Linked DNA regions of Mus musculus: all the other regions are linked to region 4. A link is a contact called in public HiChIP or PLAC-seq and promoter capture Hi-C data. All regions are on one chromosome and are shown on one strand. Each heading gives the region's core, a stretch centred on a gene start, on an enhancer-like site or on the middle of the called end of the contact. The rest is flanking DNA. Distances are from core to core; before and after follow the strand shown. Region 1 overlaps Epb41l2 (erythrocyte membrane protein band 4.1 like 2). Region 2 overlaps Epb41l2 (erythrocyte membrane protein band 4.1 like 2). Region 3 overlaps Epb41l2 (erythrocyte membrane protein band 4.1 like 2). Region 4 has its middle 29 kb from the start of Epb41l2.

Evidence for each region. HiChIP or PLAC-seq counts read pairs in DNA pulled down with a chosen protein or histone mark. Capture Hi-C pulls out chosen DNA fragments and counts their contacts.
Region 1: an H3K4me3 HiChIP or PLAC-seq map of bone marrow-derived macrophages shows a contact between it and region 4, with 4 times the contacts expected there. The contact joins two enhancer-like sites. A contact is called at or near these places in 5 of 115 datasets of contacts at active chromatin or transcription factors (bone marrow-derived macrophages, embryonic stem cells, epiblast stem cells and 2 more) and 3 of 9 other capture datasets (adipose tissue, liver and pancreatic islet).
Region 2: a promoter capture Hi-C map of adipose tissue shows a contact between it and region 4. The contact joins two enhancer-like sites. A contact is called at or near these places in 1 of 15 datasets of contacts at CTCF or cohesin (the NIH/3T3 cell line), 2 of 484 Hi-C or Micro-C datasets (cerebral cortex and trophectoderm) and 3 of 9 other capture datasets (adipose tissue, liver and pancreatic islet).
Region 3: an H3K4me3 HiChIP or PLAC-seq map of bone marrow-derived macrophages shows a contact between it and region 4, with 5 times the contacts expected there. The contact joins two enhancer-like sites. A contact is called at or near these places in 1 of 15 datasets of contacts at CTCF or cohesin (the NIH/3T3 cell line), 1 of 484 Hi-C or Micro-C datasets (trophectoderm), 5 of 115 datasets of contacts at active chromatin or transcription factors (bone marrow-derived macrophages, embryonic stem cells, epiblast stem cells and 2 more) and 2 of 9 other capture datasets (adipose tissue and liver).

What each region holds. Positions count from the first base shown.
Region 1 is chr10:25,446,595-25,450,862 of GRCm38.p6, forward strand. The region is part of intron 3 of Epb41l2 (erythrocyte membrane protein band 4.1 like 2); the gene reads left to right. Among named protein-coding and RNA genes, the nearest start is that of Smlr1, 88 kb to the right of the region's middle. Within about 2 kb of position 2,902, at least 64 of the 459 cell types and tissues checked have an H3K27ac peak or open chromatin away from gene starts, as enhancers often do. A contact at or near this core is called in adipose tissue, bone marrow-derived macrophages and microglia, where this site is marked.
Region 2 is chr10:25,399,013-25,403,268 of GRCm38.p6, forward strand. All of the region lies in intron 1 of Epb41l2 (erythrocyte membrane protein band 4.1 like 2), which reads left to right. Among named protein-coding and RNA genes, the nearest start is that of Epb41l2, 41 kb to the left of the region's middle. Within about 2 kb of position 1,294, at least 14 of the 459 cell types and tissues checked have an H3K27ac peak or open chromatin away from gene starts, as enhancers often do. A contact at or near this core is called in the NIH/3T3 cell line and adipose tissue, where this site is marked.
Region 3 is chr10:25,424,868-25,429,460 of GRCm38.p6, forward strand. The region is part of intron 1 of Epb41l2 (erythrocyte membrane protein band 4.1 like 2); the gene reads left to right. Among named protein-coding and RNA genes, the nearest start is that of Epb41l2, 67 kb to the left of the region's middle. Within about 2 kb of position 1,379, at least 128 of the 459 cell types and tissues checked have an H3K27ac peak or open chromatin away from gene starts, as enhancers often do. A contact at or near this core is called in adipose tissue, bone marrow-derived macrophages, microglia and 1 more, where this site is marked.
Region 4 is chr10:25,328,861-25,333,330 of GRCm38.p6, forward strand. No RefSeq gene overlaps it. Among named protein-coding and RNA genes, the nearest start is that of Epb41l2, 29 kb to the right of the region's middle. Within about 2 kb of position 2,976, at least 145 of the 459 cell types and tissues checked have an H3K27ac peak or open chromatin away from gene starts, as enhancers often do. A contact at or near this core is called in the NIH/3T3 cell line, adipose tissue, bone marrow-derived macrophages and 2 more, where this site is marked.

The DNA.
Region 1 (4,268 bases), core at 1,652-4,151, 120 kb after region 4:
GCCCAGATGCCTGTGACTGTATTTTGCTGCCTGAGTTTGGGGTATCTCTTTGCTTACTTGCTCCCCACTTTCATTGTTCTTTTTTGGGAATTGTCTGTATTTTATAGACACTGATTTGAAGTTTGCTCCTCCTGTGCTTGTGTTAATGTGTGTTTATTAGATCTCTGATCTAATTTTAGAATACTACAAAGTCAAAGTGTAGCTAGTCTTCTATGATTGATTCTGTTGCTTGCAGAGAATCTGTTTGTTGTGTTCCCCAAAGGACTTAGATAATACCCAGGGCTAAAAGCTGCCACTTAGTCCTTTAATTTGTCAAGAATTAAGCTGTATTATAAGAGTCTCGTGATTTTATGAGAGTATGCACTTAAATTCTTTTTCTTTAATATGGGATTGTTTAACAGTCTACTTTAAGAAGAAACTTTTGAAGACAGTAGATCATAAATCAGCATTATAGCAACTGTGCTGAGTGAATGTCTTATTCTTTTCAGGCACAAAGCAAAATAAAATCTGGTACCCTCCTCCTAGTAGGTGTTGGCGTAGTGCAGAAGTCATGTGCTGTGTCTCCCGTTGTAATGAATGTTTCTTTCATCTAAATTTTCTTCTCACTGTGGTTGCTTGGTAACATTAGTTTGGATCTCTGTCTTCTCAGCCCTGCTGCATGTGCTCCTCAGGAGTGGAGTGCCGAGGTTGTGAGCCATGGTTGGGTACCCTCATGCTTCCTGTCCCGTGCTGGCCTAAACTCCTGGCTGATGTGCTCATGCTGCTGTCTGGGCTCCAGCAGATCTACACCGGAAATTAGTGTCTGAGTTCTAGTTGAGGAAGTATATGTTGGAAACTGGCTATTAATGCATTTCTGAGCAGTCAAGAAAGGCACATACAGTGTAAGGCACATAGGGGTTTTTGGTGGCTTGGGAGAACTGCCAGTAAGTGTTGTATTTCTCGTTGTTTTCCATTTCTGTATGTGCCGTGCCTGTTGAGGCTCTCTATTTCTGTATGTGCTGTGTCTGATTTTCAGTTGGTCTTAGGTTCTATACGACATGTCAGTAAGGAGGGCCTAGTCATTTCTCACCCACATTGATAGAGGAAACCATTAGATAACTGGCACCAGCCAGGAGCGGTGCTGCACACCTTTATCCCAGCACTCTGGGAGGCAGAGGCAGAGGCAGACCTGCTCTACAGAGTGAGTTTCAGCATAGCCAGGGCTATACAGAGAAACTCCATCTTGAAAAACAAATAAAAGAAAATTGACCACTGTAGGAAGTCTATATAGAATGTCCATTCACAGGGTCTTTATTGAATAGACAGGATTTGGAAGACGTCAAATGCCAGTATAAGATTAAAACTGACCCCTAGAGCAAAGGGGCCAGGAATAGTGGGACTGAAAAGGCCAAGCTGCCAGTTAAGATTTGGAAAGTGTTGGCTGTGTTGTTGCAGTAGCTGAGGGGTGGGGTGTTAACAGTTCACTGCACTGTTAGCATACGCATGCGTGGTCCACTGCACTGTTAGCATACGCATGCGTGGTCCACGTAGGCGACGGGCTTTATGTGACTTGTCAGTGTGGCAAACTGCTGTTTGTATTACCTACCTATCAGGGTTTTGTCAGTGAAGGGTCCGTCTTTGACTATCTGATGTAATATTGAATGTCTTTAATGCTAGGAAACATAACTCTGTAAGATTGGCTTGTCCTATCTAATCGTCATCACTCGACAGATAGAATTAACATTCAGGATATGTGTAAGGTACTCATATACATATTATTTTTACTGCTTTGTAAATCTATGTAATATGTTCATTTCTGTATACCCATGTATGCGTGTAGAGGAGGAATGGATATTGACAAGAACATATTTGACATGGGTGTAACTAAGTTACTAAGGATGGCCTCGAACACCTGAACTGAGAGTGCTCTCCCCTCAGCCTCCTCCAGGATCTGCGACAGTAGAATTCATGGGACTTGCCTTACTGGTTTGGGTTTTTTTTTTTTTTTTTTTTTTTTGAGGGGGGGTGGAGTTCCTGTTTCAAAATTTTTTTTCTCTCAGGGACCCCCTGAAACCTGTTTATTTTGCTCTAGAGCCCCAGGATAAAGACAGCTGCCAAATAAACTGGTTTCAAACACTTCTGTCACCTTCGAAGTTGAAGTTCTTTTGAGAAAGGAGCTGCAGGTTAAAATTAACACGTTAAAGAATGTCACACACATTTGCCAGAGTCCCAGAAGGTGGAAGTGACAAGCAGTGATTGGACACAGTACATTAGACATGGATTGTTTAAGCTCAGAGGACCCCATGGAAATGGTTTGACAGTGTGCACTCAGTTGTGTGCGCTCAGGCTTAGGAAGTGATAGTTCACTGTGACTTAATGCTTTTCCTTTTATCCAAAGCCTACTATATCTTTATGCATTTGTTTCAGATTGTTAAGTACCTTTTCATTATTGTCCATGAAAATTGCTGTTTATATATTATTCTAGAATATCGTTTGATAAATTGAATTGCACACAATTTTAATACTTTTGAGGATTATTATTTTTACTACTACTTTCGAGAAAAAAAATTTCAAAATATATCTAGCCCTGAATAGCCTAGAACTGTCCATGTAGTCCAGCTTACAGAGATCTCCCTGCCTCTGCCTCCTGAGTGCCGAGATTAAAGGTGTGTACCACCTAGGCAATGAGGAGTATTATATTTTTAAATGAAGGCCATATCAACTTTCATCCCATTCTGTTATTTAAGTGATACATGGCAACCTAATTTGGTACCAGAGCTTGAGTTGTGCAGAATTTTAGGGTCTTTGGATTCTGCATGCTGGCTGCAGACACTCGACTGTGGGAGTCTCTATGTCGCTGCAGCAGAAGTCACTTACCCACTCGGTGTGCTAAAGCAGCAGGGCTCTTCCTGTAAGGAGCGATCCAGTGAGGTTGATGTGAAGCCGTGGGGCAGCAGGATGCTTATGTTTACTTCCTATTGACTCTCCCTAGGTCTTGGGCAAGTGACTTCCTGCCTTTTCTTCTGGCCTCAGATTCAGCAAGAATGAAAACATTGGCTTCCTGTCTTTCTAGGATTGAGCTGGACTTTCTCGGGCTTGTAAATCTGTGTGCAGTTTTGAAAGTTGGAATAAGTCTGGACTGGGGAGGCTTGAGAAGTGTGATTGTGTGTGCGCCCTGAGTAAAAGCTCACATTTTCCTCTGGCATGTGTGCGTTTTCCCTCGTGTTAGTTTTGTCTGTGAATTGAAGGCATTGTTTTAGCCCACACAGAAATGTCACAACCATTTGTCCTGATTAATGAATAAGGCAGTCAGAAAACAGGCTGTCAGCAGAGAACGGAGTGCAGCGAGGTCTGCAGTGCTTCTCTGGACTAATTCTGACACCCAGAATCCAGTTTCTTATCCTTGCCTTTGGGTGTGCTATGTCTTTGTGTCTACTTTTGTCAACCAGGCTTGTTTTCAAGCTACAGTTGTGACCCTTAAGTTATCTGCATACTCTAGATCATACTTCTAGATCTTAGTGGATCTAGAAGTTGTAATACTCTAAAATCCCACAGAGATGGGTATGTGTGTACATGTGTGCGTGTATTTGGAACTGGGAATAACTTATGTGCAAATTTAAAATTACAGTGACTAGATCCAAACATAGTGTCTCTGACCAGCTCTCAGTTTATTCCTTAGGTTATTAAAAAGGTTTAAGGTTGTAATTGTGTTGAAGGACTTAAAAAAAAAAAGTGGCAAAGGGTGTCATGCCATGGAAGTCGTAGAACCTTTTGGTTTCACTTGAAAAATTCAAAGAACCTACATTTGTGGCAGCTGGACGGACTCTTATTTAAGCCACAAATAGCTGGTCACTAGGGACTGTTAGGTGTGACCCCAGGCTATCTTCCCTCCCCTGTTCATACAAAATGACCTTATCCTCAACATCCTGAGTTGTAAAGTTTCTGGTCACATGATCTCTCCTTGTGTTCCTCAGCTACACGATTCTTCTCTGGTCTCTAGCATCTGATTCATATCCAGCTCACATGCTGTTAGTGTGTTCAGTTATCACACAATGACATGTGAAGGAGTCTTTGTTGTTGAGCAGCTGCTAAGTTCTTGTTGGATTTTCTTTAATACTTTCATTGCTTCTTTACCTACAACTTTACTTTCTCCCTGCAGAGCATTCGTGTAAGACTTTGTCTAAGTTACTTCTCCTGAAGAGTAATTATTCCCATTTACTTTCTTGTACAGAAACAGGGCTTTTCTCTGTAGCTCTGGGTGTCTTGGAACCTGCTCTGGCTCTGTGGAC
Region 2 (4,256 bases), core at 44-2,543, 68 kb after region 4:
CTGCACAGGAGTTTTGAATGTCAGCCTAATTTCTATTCAGTCCCCATTCAAACTCTGACTGACAGTAGTCTTTTGATATCATGTCTTGGACAAGGGATGTAGCTCAGTTGGTAGAATGCTTGCCTCCTATCCTTGAAACTGTGGCTGCTGTCTCCAGTACTTCTTAAAACTGGGTGTGGAAAGCTAGTCTTGGAGCCCAGTGCTTGGAAGGTGGAGGCAGGAGGATCAGGTGTTAAGGTCATCATTGACTACGTAGTGAGGCCAGAGTCAGTCGTAAAAGGTACAGTGGGTCTCGCAGAGTCAAATCAGTTACTACTAAGAGGGACAGAGCTAGTTCATGTGTGTGTGTGTGTGTGTGTGTGTGTACGTGTGTACATTGTGTTATTATTGGAACTTGTTTTCAGTTTTAAGTCATCTTTGGACACAGAAAATGTCGCTTGAAAGACACTGCCAGATACTTGTCTTTCTTTAAGAATCATGAATTTTGTTCACAGCTAGGATTTTGGCTCTCGGTCCCCCCCCCCCCCCCCCAGTACAAGGCACTATTGAGCTTTATTTTTTTACCACCTTTTTATTACTTTGGCTTCTTTTTATTTTTAATAAATGATCAGTGTGTGAAATTTTAAGCCAAATGAGGAACAAAGGAATTGCTGGTTTTCAAAAGTTTGTCTTTAATTTTATATTAAGGAGGCAATGTTGGCTTTATTTTTAGAAATTAAATATTTTATAGTTTTTGGGTAATTTAACACCTGCTTTCACCTCTTCTTAAATAACTGGAGAAATCTCCAAGTTGTTTGTATCCTTGGATAAAGAGCTGACAGGGACTGTCAGTTCCATTCTGTGACTTGCCCAAATGCCTTTACTTGATGTGTCAGATTGTAGCAAAACTGAGATTAAAATCACAATTAAAGTGAGTGAGTTGCTTGACTTAAGACAAGCAAACCCCTTACTCCACTTATTCAAATAATATAAAATATGACAGGTTGGGAACAGTGGGGAACCTAAGGGTAATTAAGTGCAGGAAGTGGCTTCGCACACTGCCTGTCATACCTTGGTGATTTGTATAAAATACAAACAGCTGCGATTCCAAATGCCCCATCCACTTCAGATGCTCACCTTTGTGAGCTGATTCAGTAAAGCTTTGTCCATATGTCTTTGGTGACTTGCTTTCAGTTTTCTTCACAAAAATGCAAAATATTTGGGGCCTATTGCTCAATGGAGAGTTGCGTACATTTGCCTTTACACAGCATAGTACCCTCGGGAGAAGGGTTTGTATGGAGGGAGACTGCAGTTTTTGTGAGGGAACGGGTGAAAAGGGCAGTTTCCTGAGCTGCTGCCAAAAGGTCTGAACAATTTGTAGTAGCTCGTGGTTAGAAAATAGTGTGAGGCAGGGGAGACGCTGCAGACGGGCTATGGGTGAGAGAGAGAGTCCTTTCCGTGGTCACTACAGACAGGCTGTGGGTGAGAGAGAGTCCGTCCCATGGTCACTAAACCTTTGTGACAATTTAGTTTATAAAAGTGAATTTTAAGTCTCAATTACTAGAAATGATGCCTTGGTTGGTTTTGGACAGAAATCTGGAGAGATAGTTGCTTTAGCAGAAGTTGGACAGCGGTGCACTGTTAGAAGTAATATTTCTGCTTTGCTTATACTCTGATATTGATCGAGATAACCCATTTTCCCTTTACCTTATATGAAGGTAAACATGCATTTTACAGGCAGAGGGGGTGTCTTCCCGGGAAGCTAACTAGAAAGCCCCCCCTTCCACAAGCTCACATGTTGCATTTCATTTGGTATTAGATTCACACGTAGACAGTTCTGTAACTACTGGAACTTGCCACCTGCCTGTGCTGACAGTATCAAGCACGATGCTGATATCCGTACACGGGCGATGTCACCTGAATGGCTCCTGACAAGAGAAGCAGGTTAGAGAGGGTAGGGTGTCTTGTACCGAACAGCTCTCGGAGCTGGGATGTGGAGCCCATCTGCATGGTTCTAACTTTTTTAGGAAGTTACTATTCCAGATCCTTAGCCTTTAGAATAAAAGTCTTGAGGGATTATTCTTGTGGAATGTGCTTGGACATGTGGAGTGAAGGTAGTATTGGTTGGGTTCGTGTCTCGCCGAACTCTGACTTAAGTTAGCTTTTGCCACACATAAGCATCCAGTCATACAGTAAGCTTCCCTGGTGAGGAGGAGGGCTCCAGATGCTGCTGTGCTCCCTGCCTGACTTTTGGCTTTTGTTGCGGGCACCTAAGCTTTTCACTAATGCACGGAAGAAGCAGATTAGGGCAAAACCTCTCTCTTAATGTTTTGTGATACTCAGCAATGTTGATTTTAATAATTGTATTTGTGTTAAGCAGGTTTTGCTCCTCATCTAGCACAGTGGTTTTCAGTCCCACTGGAAGGCAGATCCATTGGTAGACAGAGCAGAGAGGCTACATCCTGTCAGAGCAGTGCTGGTCCTCATAGCAGGATGTTAAAACTGGGGAGGTTGAACAGTCCAGTTCAAGCAAGCAGAGGCCACAGGCTGTGTACCAGGTTCTTTAGAGACTCTGACTCATGAAGCTTTCTAATAGCAAGATGGTCCAGTTACTGTGGACGTGGAGGAAGAGGCTGTCTATCCATCTGCTCCCCCGCTCCAAGCTAAATAACAGAAGTTGACCCTTTGAGGGTTCTGTTTCCTGCCTTCACCTGATAACTCTATCATATGTTAGTAGAAATGGATGTTTTTGTGTGTTTTATTGTCACCTCGTGGTGTTGCAGTATAACATTTATGATTTTTGTTACATTTAAGATGAAAGGAGCAGTGTATAGGTGATTGTGAATTTTATATTTTACTTTTGAGATTATATGAGTACATATTTTCTCCCTTCCCTTTTCTCATTCCAAATCCTCCTATATACCCCTCCTTGCTCTCTTTCATATTTATGACCTTTTAAAATTGTTGTTAAATATGTATATGTATGTGTATTTGTATTTAACTGCATATTCCTAAATATAACTGGCTCCGTCTGTATAATGTTACTTGTATGTATATTTTCAGGGCTGACCGTTTGGTATTGGATAACTAGTCAGCATGCTATTCCCTGGAGAAGACTATTATGTCTGATACTCTCACATAGCTATGTTCCATAGTTGACTGTACTACTTAGTGTAGGGTTGAGGGCTGTGGGCTTTCCTGTGTCATTTTGGCATGTCTGTTGTTGTCCTTCTTCGGTTGTGTTTAGGCAGCCACGCACGTTGGTGAGAGTGTGTGTGCAGCCACTGGCATTACTAGGAGAAACAGGCTTGCAGAAGAGATCCTCTGGCTCGCCCAGTCTTTTCTGACCCTCTTCACCAGGGTTCCCCTAGCCTTAGGTGTGCAAGTTGTTTTGTAGACGTGTTCCTTGACTGGGCTTCACATGCTGCGTTTTGATTGGTTGTGGTAAAGTTTCCTTGAGTAATTTTTGTTCTTCCAGTTTTTCTTGCCCCCTGTTTCTCCTGTTTACAGCCCTGGTTTTGGCCCACTCTTCTTTCTACTTTGGCAGCTTTGCACGCATCTTTTTGTAGTGGCAATTTTTCAGAGTGGATGCTAATCCTGGGTTTACCCTTCCTCCCTCCCCTTCTCTCCTCCCTCTCCATCTTTACCTGTCAGGAGGAGCTGGGTCTGAGAGTGACGGAAATGATCCTTGAGGCCAGAAGAGATCCAGTCTTGGAGCTTGAGCGCCCTTGAGCTCTGAGCTGGGTGGTTCCTTGTGCTGTGCGCAGGTAGACTGACTGCCTCAGCCTGCACTTGTACTGACTTGAATTTCAGAGAGACAACTTAATTTTTTCTCGGGTTTAATCTTTTATGTGTATAAATATTACATGTTAGAGTAACTAACAAGTGTGTGTTGTTATTTTGATTGTTTTGGAATATGTGAAAGCATAGACAGTTGGATTCAAATGAGAGATAAATTGTGGGAAAGTTATTCCTTCATTGAGAGGCCCATTAGTAGGGCATTGGACTTGACTCTTGCAAATTGACCATGCCTGATTGCCCAAGTGTTTGCATGGTTAGACAGATTATAGTTAAACAATAAGCTGTTATACCCAGCAGTGATTGGACAAGCAAGGCATGGCTGCACACGAACTACTTTGAAAGAGAATACAACAAATATTACCATCATTTAGGGAAGAAAATAGAGCCACTGTTTGAGAGTAAAGGTTCCTCTCTTGCTAAGCAGCTATGCACCCTTGAGCTTGGTGTTATGAGAGTTCAGCCTTCAGTTGATGGGC
Region 3 (4,593 bases), core at 129-2,628, 94 kb after region 4:
ATGAAACTCAAGAAAAATGAAGACTGAAGTGTGGACACTATGCCCCTCCTTAGAAGTGGGAACAAAACACCCATGGAAGGAGTTACAGAAACAAAGTTTGGAGCTGAGATGAAAGGATGGACCATGTAGAGACTGCCATATCCAGGGATCCACCCCATAATCAGCATCCAAACGCTGACACCATTGCATATACTAGCAAGATTTTATCGAAAGGACCCAGATGTAGCTGTCTCTTGTGAGACTATGCCGGGGCCTAGCAAACACAGAAGTGGATGCTCACAGTCAGCTAATGGATGGATCACAGGGCTCCCAATGGAGGAGCTAGAGAAAGTACCCAAGGAGCTAAAGGGATCTTCAACCCTATAGGTGGAACAACATTATGAACTAACCAGTACCCCTGAGCTCTTGACTCTAGCTGCATATGTATCAAAAGATGGCCTAGTCGGCCATCACTGGAAAGAGAGGCCCATTGGACACGCAGACTTTGTGTGCCCCGGTACAGGGGAACGCCAGGGCCAAAGGGGGGGAGTGGGTGGGTAGGGGAGTGGGGGTGGGTGGGTAAGGGGGACTTTTGGTATAGCATTGGAAATGTAAATGAGCTAAATACCTAATAAAAAATGGAAAAAAAAAAGAAAATATCGAATAAAAAATAAATATAAAAAAAAAAAAAAAGAATTACATAAATGTAAAAAAAAAAAAAAAAAAAAAAGAAAGTTGTGTAGTGAAATTTGGGGAGGCCTATTTCTTTGTGTTTTCATTTTTATTTATTTTTTTTTGGTTGTTGAGAAGTAGGTGTTGATTTTTCTCTGGTCTGCAGATGATGTATTTGAATAGGAGAGTCTGTTGTTGCCTTGGGAGTGACAGTGTCAGGAGGTGCCCATTGAGCTGCCAGAGTATGCCTTGGTATTACTTCAGTGGTTTTAAGATAGCTTTTTCTTAGTTTTAGCTGTCATGAAATAGCCACATGCCATAAATATGAAGTTCAAATAAATATTCTTAATATGAATACAAATTATTTAATTTTTTTTTTTTTTTTTTTTTTTACTACTACTACTACTCAGAAGTTTGAAAAAGAAATTTCTGCCACTGTAGATCCAAATTTCCTGTTTGAGATGATGGTGGCAGGCTGTAACTTGCAGATGTATGTTTATCTACTTAAGTTTTGGTTCAAATGGGGATTTTTCTCAAGTTTTTATGTTTTCCATTCTAAATTAAAGCAACTATTATGTATATTAGTTTTAAAGTTTGGATCAGGAGAGTGCAGTTCCACTAAGCAGTTTGTAGGGGAAACTAGTCCTGCTTCTGGCTTTTATAGACTCTCTCTGAAAGGGAGGGGCTGTGATCAAGTGGCTTCCAACAGCAGGGGAAGATGGCTTGCAGCTGTGCTGTTTTGGTTCCCCTCCAGATAGTGTTTGTGTGCACCGTCAGAACATCTTAAAGCCCACCCTGGACAGGGTTCAACTCTATAAAAGGAGCACTGTCTCATAACCTCACATGCTCTTAGGGGTCCTGTTGGTGCTGGTGGTCTTCACTGGTTATTCTCTGAACTGAGCTTTTATTAGACTCAGGCCTCACAGTTTCAGAGTAGGAATCACAGTTGTAGTTTTTCTATCTTGTAAAATAAATGTAGTTGGGCCCTTGGTAAACACTCTGATGAGAACTGACCACCCTTCCTTAAGCTCTTCCGCTTTAGTGGTGAGTTTTTCAGTTCTCTGCCTTCATACATCCTATAGGTACACTGACACTCATTGGGTTGTGTTCCTCGTGGTAGTTTACTAAGTTCTGCTTTACAGATCAAGTTTATATATCAGAAGATGAAAGATTATACAGGAAATTCCAAACACCGAGAAGTTAAAAAGCAGAAGGGAACAATCGCTTCTCTTTGAAATTGTTTAGCCCAAGGGTTCTTGTGTGCTTCCTGTTTGTTTACATGGATTGTGTGTGTGTGTGTGTGTGTGTGTGGTGCCCCTCATTAGAAGCGATTTCCCCTCTCTTCTAAGATATTGGTGCCTTAGGTTACATACGTGGAGCATGTGTCATCCTGCCCTCTGTGAGGTGTGGTAGTTACTGCTTCCTGCCTTCCCAGTGCCAGCCAGGCAGAGCTTCTGTGGCCTGCTTGCCTCTCCCTCCTGCACCACACTCTCTTAGCACCCCTTAATCTTTGTGAGTCCCTACAGCTGCCTTCCTGTGTGTGTCTGGATGCCTCCCGGCATTCACATTCAACGGCTGGCTCCCTTCTTGTCATCTCACACTGTTTCTTGAAGTTCCTTGAAAATTCATTGGGAATGTCTTCCTTACTCCCTTTGCCCCAGGGCTCTATCCCCTCTGACACTACCTGACCTAGCAGTTCGAGCCTCTGTCATTCTGTCACTACCCAGCCTTTCATTCTTCAGTCTAGTGTTGTATAGACACCTCAGTCAAGTACCATCCAAGTAGCTTTGATTCCTTTGTTCTTATTCCTGGTCTCTTTGGAAGGTTCTTTAGGCCAGTTGTATTCCTCTTTGTCTTTTGACTTTAAGGAATTCTGTTCTCCTTTCCTCCACCACCTAGCTTCCTATCAGTCATGTCTGTTTGCTCACTAAACAGTTCCGCACCCCACCTCTTTGTACTTCAGTTGCCCCATCAGGAATCCTCCGGAATCGTTGGGGCAATCGTGTTATCAGCTTCCTTTCATTGTATCACTTGTTCTCAGACTGCCAGAGCAGTCATCCAGAGACACAAAGTTAATATTAGTTTCCATCGCCTAGAGGCTCCAGTGAGAACTTCTGAGTTCAGTACTGACCAGGCATTGTTTGGCTGTGACTTCCGTTTTTCCACCTCTACTCCCCACCCTTTGTTCCAGGCAGATGAGGCACTCCCCGTTCTCTGCAGCACATTTATCTTTAATGGTCGCAGGCCCTTCCCCACTGTTCCCACAGTCTGGAATGTACTTATGCCTTCTTATCATCTGCCAGGAAGCTCCCCCTATCCTTCAAGGTCACTTTGGGAGCCTTCTCCCCTCATCAGTCACTTACTTACTGTTGAATTGTCTGCGCTTCCCTTATCGTGCTTACGGTTAATGAGAGGAGGGTTATTCCAGCCCTCCTCTCATGCTGCCAGGAGCCACTTTCCTTAGAGGTCGGTAGCCTCAGAACCAAAATCAAGATCTCATAGGCAAAAGCAATGATGATGTACAGGCTTGCTGGCGCGTAGTTGTGTATTGTGCTGAACCGAGGGCACTTGTGTTGAGAGTGTGTTTTTACTCAGGGGTACGATTGTCTTCTTCAATTCAAGTTTGAGTGCTGAAGTCACAGAAGCACATGCAGAAGTCTAGTTCCAGGTAGGATGCTGTAGAGCTGCAGTTGGGAGGCTGCTGATCTCCAGAAGGAACGTCAGCAGAAGTGCCGGGAGGTAGACTGGCTCAGGCTGTACCCCCCAGGCTGTGCCCATCAGCTAGCACCTTCATGTTTTCTAGTAGAAGCAATCTGTGTTCAGCTTCATACAACTTGCTTTTTGTCTTATAACTTTTCTACATTGTGTGTGGACAGGAGTGAGTTCAAAGGTCTGCGGACAGTTTTTGGGAGCTGGTCCATCCCTAGCCTGTGAATCCAAGGCATTGAATTTAGGTTGTCAGGCTTGGCAGCAAGCACTCTTACCCACTGGACCATATGGCCTCTTTATGTTAATGATAGCATTATTTTTTTTTTTTTTCCCTTTTTTATTAGGTATTTAGCTCATTTACATTTCCAATGCTATACCAAAAGTCCCCCTTACCCACCCACCCCCACTCCCCTACCCACCCACTCCCCCCCGCATTATTTTTTTTTAAAAAGAAAAAAAAAATGGGTGAGGAATATCCATGTGCTTTGTGTGAATTGGGTGAACATGTGTATGGGCGTGTGTCCACGTGTGTGCCAGACCTTGTGCCATTGGACGTCTTTCTCAGTTGCTCTCTACATTATTTGTCAGTCTCTCTGAAGCTGGGGCTTATTGATGGGTTAGGCTGGCTTGTCAGTGAGCTTCAAGGAGGTGCCTATCCTCCCCTTGGCCCTACCCCACATTGCTAGGCTTACAGATGCACTGCACTGAGGCCAGCTCTGTGTGGATGCTGTGGGCCCAAACCTAGGTCCTCCTCTCTTTACGGCATCTTCCATCCCCAGTGATGGCTCTTTTAAAAGCCAGATGAGGACAGATTTGAAGGGAAACTACTGGAGGTGGGTAGGTTGGAGAAATTGTTTTCATTTTGCATATTGAGAAAAAAATAAACAAATCACGTTGTCTAGTCAGATTATTATATTTTAATATCTTTTTAAAAATAAAATTAATATAGGACACATTCAGTCAGCAAAAAGCTGATCATTGAAGGTTTTTGTTTAATAGTCTCCTGCATTCTGGTAGTGTTGGCACTTCACTGGCAGGTTCTATGGTCATTTTTTTATTGATCCTAACACCTATCCTGTTAAAGACTTTAGTGGCTGATACCTTCATTCTATAGACTTAGGTAAAGGGCAGCGTGAGAATATTATTTAAATGGGTCAAGTGTAAGTTTAATGCCCTCCCAGGTGAAGTAAGTAGATAGTTGTGAGTGTTTCGCCTGCATATATGCAAGTGCCG
Region 4 (4,470 bases), core at 1,726-4,225:
CTTCTTCTTCTTCTTCTTCTTCTTCTTCTTCTTCTTCTTCTTCTCCTTCTCCTTCTCCTTCTCCTCCTCCTCCTCCCCCTCCCCCTCCCCCTCCTCCCCCTCCTCCTCCCCCTTCCCCTCCCTCTCCCTCTCTTTCTCCTTTTCCTTCTTCTTTTAAGATTTATTTATTTTATGTATGTGAGTACACTGTAGCTGTCTTCAGACACACCAGAGAAGGGCACTGGATCCCATTACAGATGGTTGTGAGCCACCATGTCGTTGCTGGGAATTGAACTCAGGACCTCTGGAAGAGCAATCAGTGCTCTTAACCACTGAGCCATTTCTCCAGCCCAGGACTTCTTTTAAGAGCTTCCTTTTGCTTTTCCTCTGCCTTGGGCCTTGAAGAATCATTACTCCAATAGCAAAGTCCAAGGTTTTCTTAGTGGCCATAATTAATCACCAGGATGAGTTTTCAACAGGATGTACTGTAAGTTATATCTAAGCTGATCTATCTTAGTACAGATGTAGAATATCACTATAGATACACGTATGTTAAGCTACTCTATGGTATTCCCCACCATTCTGTTGCTCCAACATTCATTGCTGTGGAGAGCCTTTTTGGGGTGCCGCTTGGCAGGTGTCTATCCTTGGCCAAGGATAAGGAAATGGGCTTCAGGCAGGAATCTGACATTGGCCAAGGACAAGGAAGCAAGAATCTGGTTTTAGGGTAGAACAAAGAAGTAGGCTCAGATATCTTGATCATCCTTAGAAACAGCATCACTAGAGAGATCATGGGACTTTGCTTGTTTCATGACTATTGTCCATGTTAGTTCCTTATTGTACTGTTCACCCTTAGTACTTGCATGTAATTAAAAATGGTATAAAAAGTGGATTGGGAAAATTAAATTTGCCTTCAGTCTCAGAATTGACTGGGTCATGCTCCATTGTCTAACTGTCTTTTTTCTTTTTAATCCTCACTCCTGTGCTGGAGAAGCTGTTGACTGACTGAGCGGGCTTGGTCACATTGCTCATTCATTTATAGATAGATGGACTAGGTTATCAATTCAGTTACTACAATATTAGGACATATAGTTATTATATGCTAGCTATAAGACAAGACTAGAATCACAGAGCCCGTACTAGTGAAGATAGCTTAAACAATAAAGAACTAGCATATAGAGGGTTAGATTGTAACAAAAGCAAAGAAAAATAGAAAGGAGAGAGGGAGGAAGGGACGGAATAAGGAGAGAGGGAGACAGAGACAGAGTCAGAGGGGGACGCAGAATCTTGAAAGAGTGAGGGAAGGCTCTTTTGAGGACATGTTTTAATAAAGACCTGAAGGAGGAGAGAGAGTATCAGACTCTTTTGAGGGAAAAGGACGTTCCAGGCAGCAGAGGGTTCTATGCGTGGGAAAGATGCCTCTGAGTTAATTGTGCATGCGATCCAGAAGGAAGAGCAGTGGGTGGAATCCAGAGGGTGGGGGAACCTCAAGAGCATCAGTGTGCGGGGACAGGAAGAACAGGTGGGCCAACTCCCGTTGACAGGATTTGACTTTCATTTGGATGCTCATGGTTACAGTCTTGATGGTTTCAAGTGTTGCAATACTTAGGAGGGCACTTCACTGACGCAGAGGAGAGATGATGGTGGTTTAGGCCATGATCAGAACACAGCTGAGGTGCTGAAAGGAAACACACCTTGAAATATTGGGCAAGGACAGTCAGTAGGCCAGTACCTGGGGAGCTAACGGCTGAGGTGTTGAGGGGCCTGGCTTGACTGTAATGCTCAACATGACAGCTGTCTCCGTTTGTCAGTCTTTGTCCAAAGATAGTTATTAGTAGTAATGTCTATGTGCTCAGATGAGGGAATCTAAGCTCAGAGAAGCTAGATCATTTGCTTGAATTCTCATCATGCATATATAGAAGGGGAAACCAAGGTTTATTTTTCAAACATAACTTGTTTGGCTATCAAACCAAATCTAAACTCGATTTATCATTTCTTAATAACAAGCTTTTAAGACCAGATGCAAAACAGCAGAAGTTATTATAAAGTTACATCCAGGTAAAAAAGAAAGCTACATCCATCAAGTAATAAAATCTGTTCCTTCAGTCAGGCGCGGTACTCTCATGTAGTTTCAGCAGTCTGGAGGCTGAGGCAGGAGGATTGACACAAGATCAAGACCAGTCTGGGCTGTCTCATGAGTACCAGGCCAGTAAAAGGTAAAGAATGAAACCTTTAAGAATAATAGTAAAATACGAAAGAAAGAAAGAAAATGAGAACTGTTCCTGTGATATTTTTTCTATCAATCACTAAACCGGTGTGCATGCACTGAAATGGGAATGGCAGGCAGCTCTGCCTCTGGATTGCAGGAACGGCTCTATAGAGAAAACAAGTGGACTGGGAGCTGACGATAACCACGAGGGAGGGAGTGGTCTTCCTGGCCTAGTTTGTACATCCAGACTAATGCTTTTTTAGGGAGCTGCCCACATCTGGGGAGGCTTGTTGTATTCTGGGGGTTTAACTCATGAGTTACCACGTTCTAGTCTTTCCAGACACTAGTCACAGATGTGACTGAGCCTGCTTCCATTACAGCTGAGCACAGGCTCTCGCAGTTCCCCTTGTGTTTTTGTCCGTTCTGGCCTAAGGCCTCACTTTGAGTCTCCACTGCTGTGTTGCTCTCTTTCCACAGTTCAGGGGATCAGTGAGCAGTTTCTTGGCAACACTGCTGCTGGGCTATTTAGATGCCTCAGTTCTTCTCTTTCACTTTTTGTTTTTAAATAGCCACCAGCACCGTATCCATTTTGAGCTCAAGTAGTTTAAAAAAACTCTTTGGACGTGCACTTTTCCATTAACACAACTGTGCACACTATATAAGCCAGTGACAGAGTTTTCTAACAAAAAGGATGTGAGCTTTATAGTCAGTATCCCTGAGCAGTAAGGATAAGTGTGAATGAATGTTATAAACGTGATACATTGTATGACTCAGATCAGGGCTCAAGACAGAAGCGTCCTCTTCCTCTGTCTCTAAGCAACAAGCGAATACAATGTACTGACAGCTTTCTTCCTGTATCCTGTCCCAGAAATGAGCATGTGTGAGGCTGCTTAGGGTTTCACAATATTAGCAATGGTAAGGAAGTTAATCACAGACTTTCATGTGACATCTCCTTAGCATGAAAGGCCTGGGTAACGTATTGACACCAGTGTTAAGAGGCAGTAGGAAGGGAGGGAGGGAGGAAGGGATCTCATTGGGCATAATAACTGGACACTGTTAGTCACTTCATTCTATTAAGTTTTATCCTCTATAATCTGAAGAAGAAAAAAAAAAAAACCTCACTCATAATCCCAGCTACGCAGATGGCTGAGGCAGGAAGCTCAAACTCAATGCCTATCTGGGCTTCTTAAAGAGATCTTGGTTCAAAATAAAACAAAAGAAGTCTAGTGTTGCAGCTTAATATAGAGCACATGACTAGCATGTGAAAGGCCCTAGGTTAATCACTAGAGTCAAAAATAAATAAGTAAATAAAAAATAAAGCTCTGAAATCCCAAAGGTTTTTTTTTTTTCTGTACCAACACAACAGCAACTGTAGGAAAGTCTACAGGTGGCCTTGTGTAGACACACACACACACACACACACAACACTAGATAAAATTACTTTCAGGGGTGGTAAGATGGTGGTCCATTTGGTAAAGGTGCTTGCTGCCACGTTTGAGGGTCTAGTTCAAACCCCAGAGCATGCATGCTAGAAAAAGTGTACAGGCTCCTACAAGTTGTCCTCTGATCTTCCTATGTACACAGTAACATGAACACAAAATAGAGCAAGAAATGTATGATTTTTAATTACCTTTTATTTACATGTTAGGACCCAAATCTCACCCCCGAAATTCATCGTTATACGTAAGATCAAACCTCTGGACATTACATGTGATTTTATCATCTATAGATGTGTATGGACGCATCCACAGCTATCCTAGGACAAATTAGGCCAATAGGATGGATACATCTAATACATGCAAATACCTCAAAATTTAAAACTTCGTCGGTTATAAGCATTTCAGATAAGCAACACTTAGCCTGTCTCTCACTTTCTCGTCTTGCACTGTAAAGCTATCACTGTTCCATGCAGAGAATGCCATGGCTCTGGGTAGATGGCAAACTCACTCTCTTCCTATAACATAGACCTGAAGGCTCAGGCTGACTTGAAAGCCAATCATATTTTAGTTTTGATTTTGATAAATATTTGATTATTTAGATACATGAGTGCTTTGTCTTCATGCACACCAGAAGAGGGCATCAGATGCCATCTTAGATGGTTGCGAGCCATCATGTGTTTGCTGGGAATTAAAATCAGGAACTCTGGAAAAGACTGCTGAGCCATCTCTCCAGTCTCCCTGTCAATCATATTTTAATATATTTAGTGCAAATCAAGGTGTACTTATGTGGTATCTTATATGAGCATACAAATCAGTAACTATATACATACACTATTTCATAAA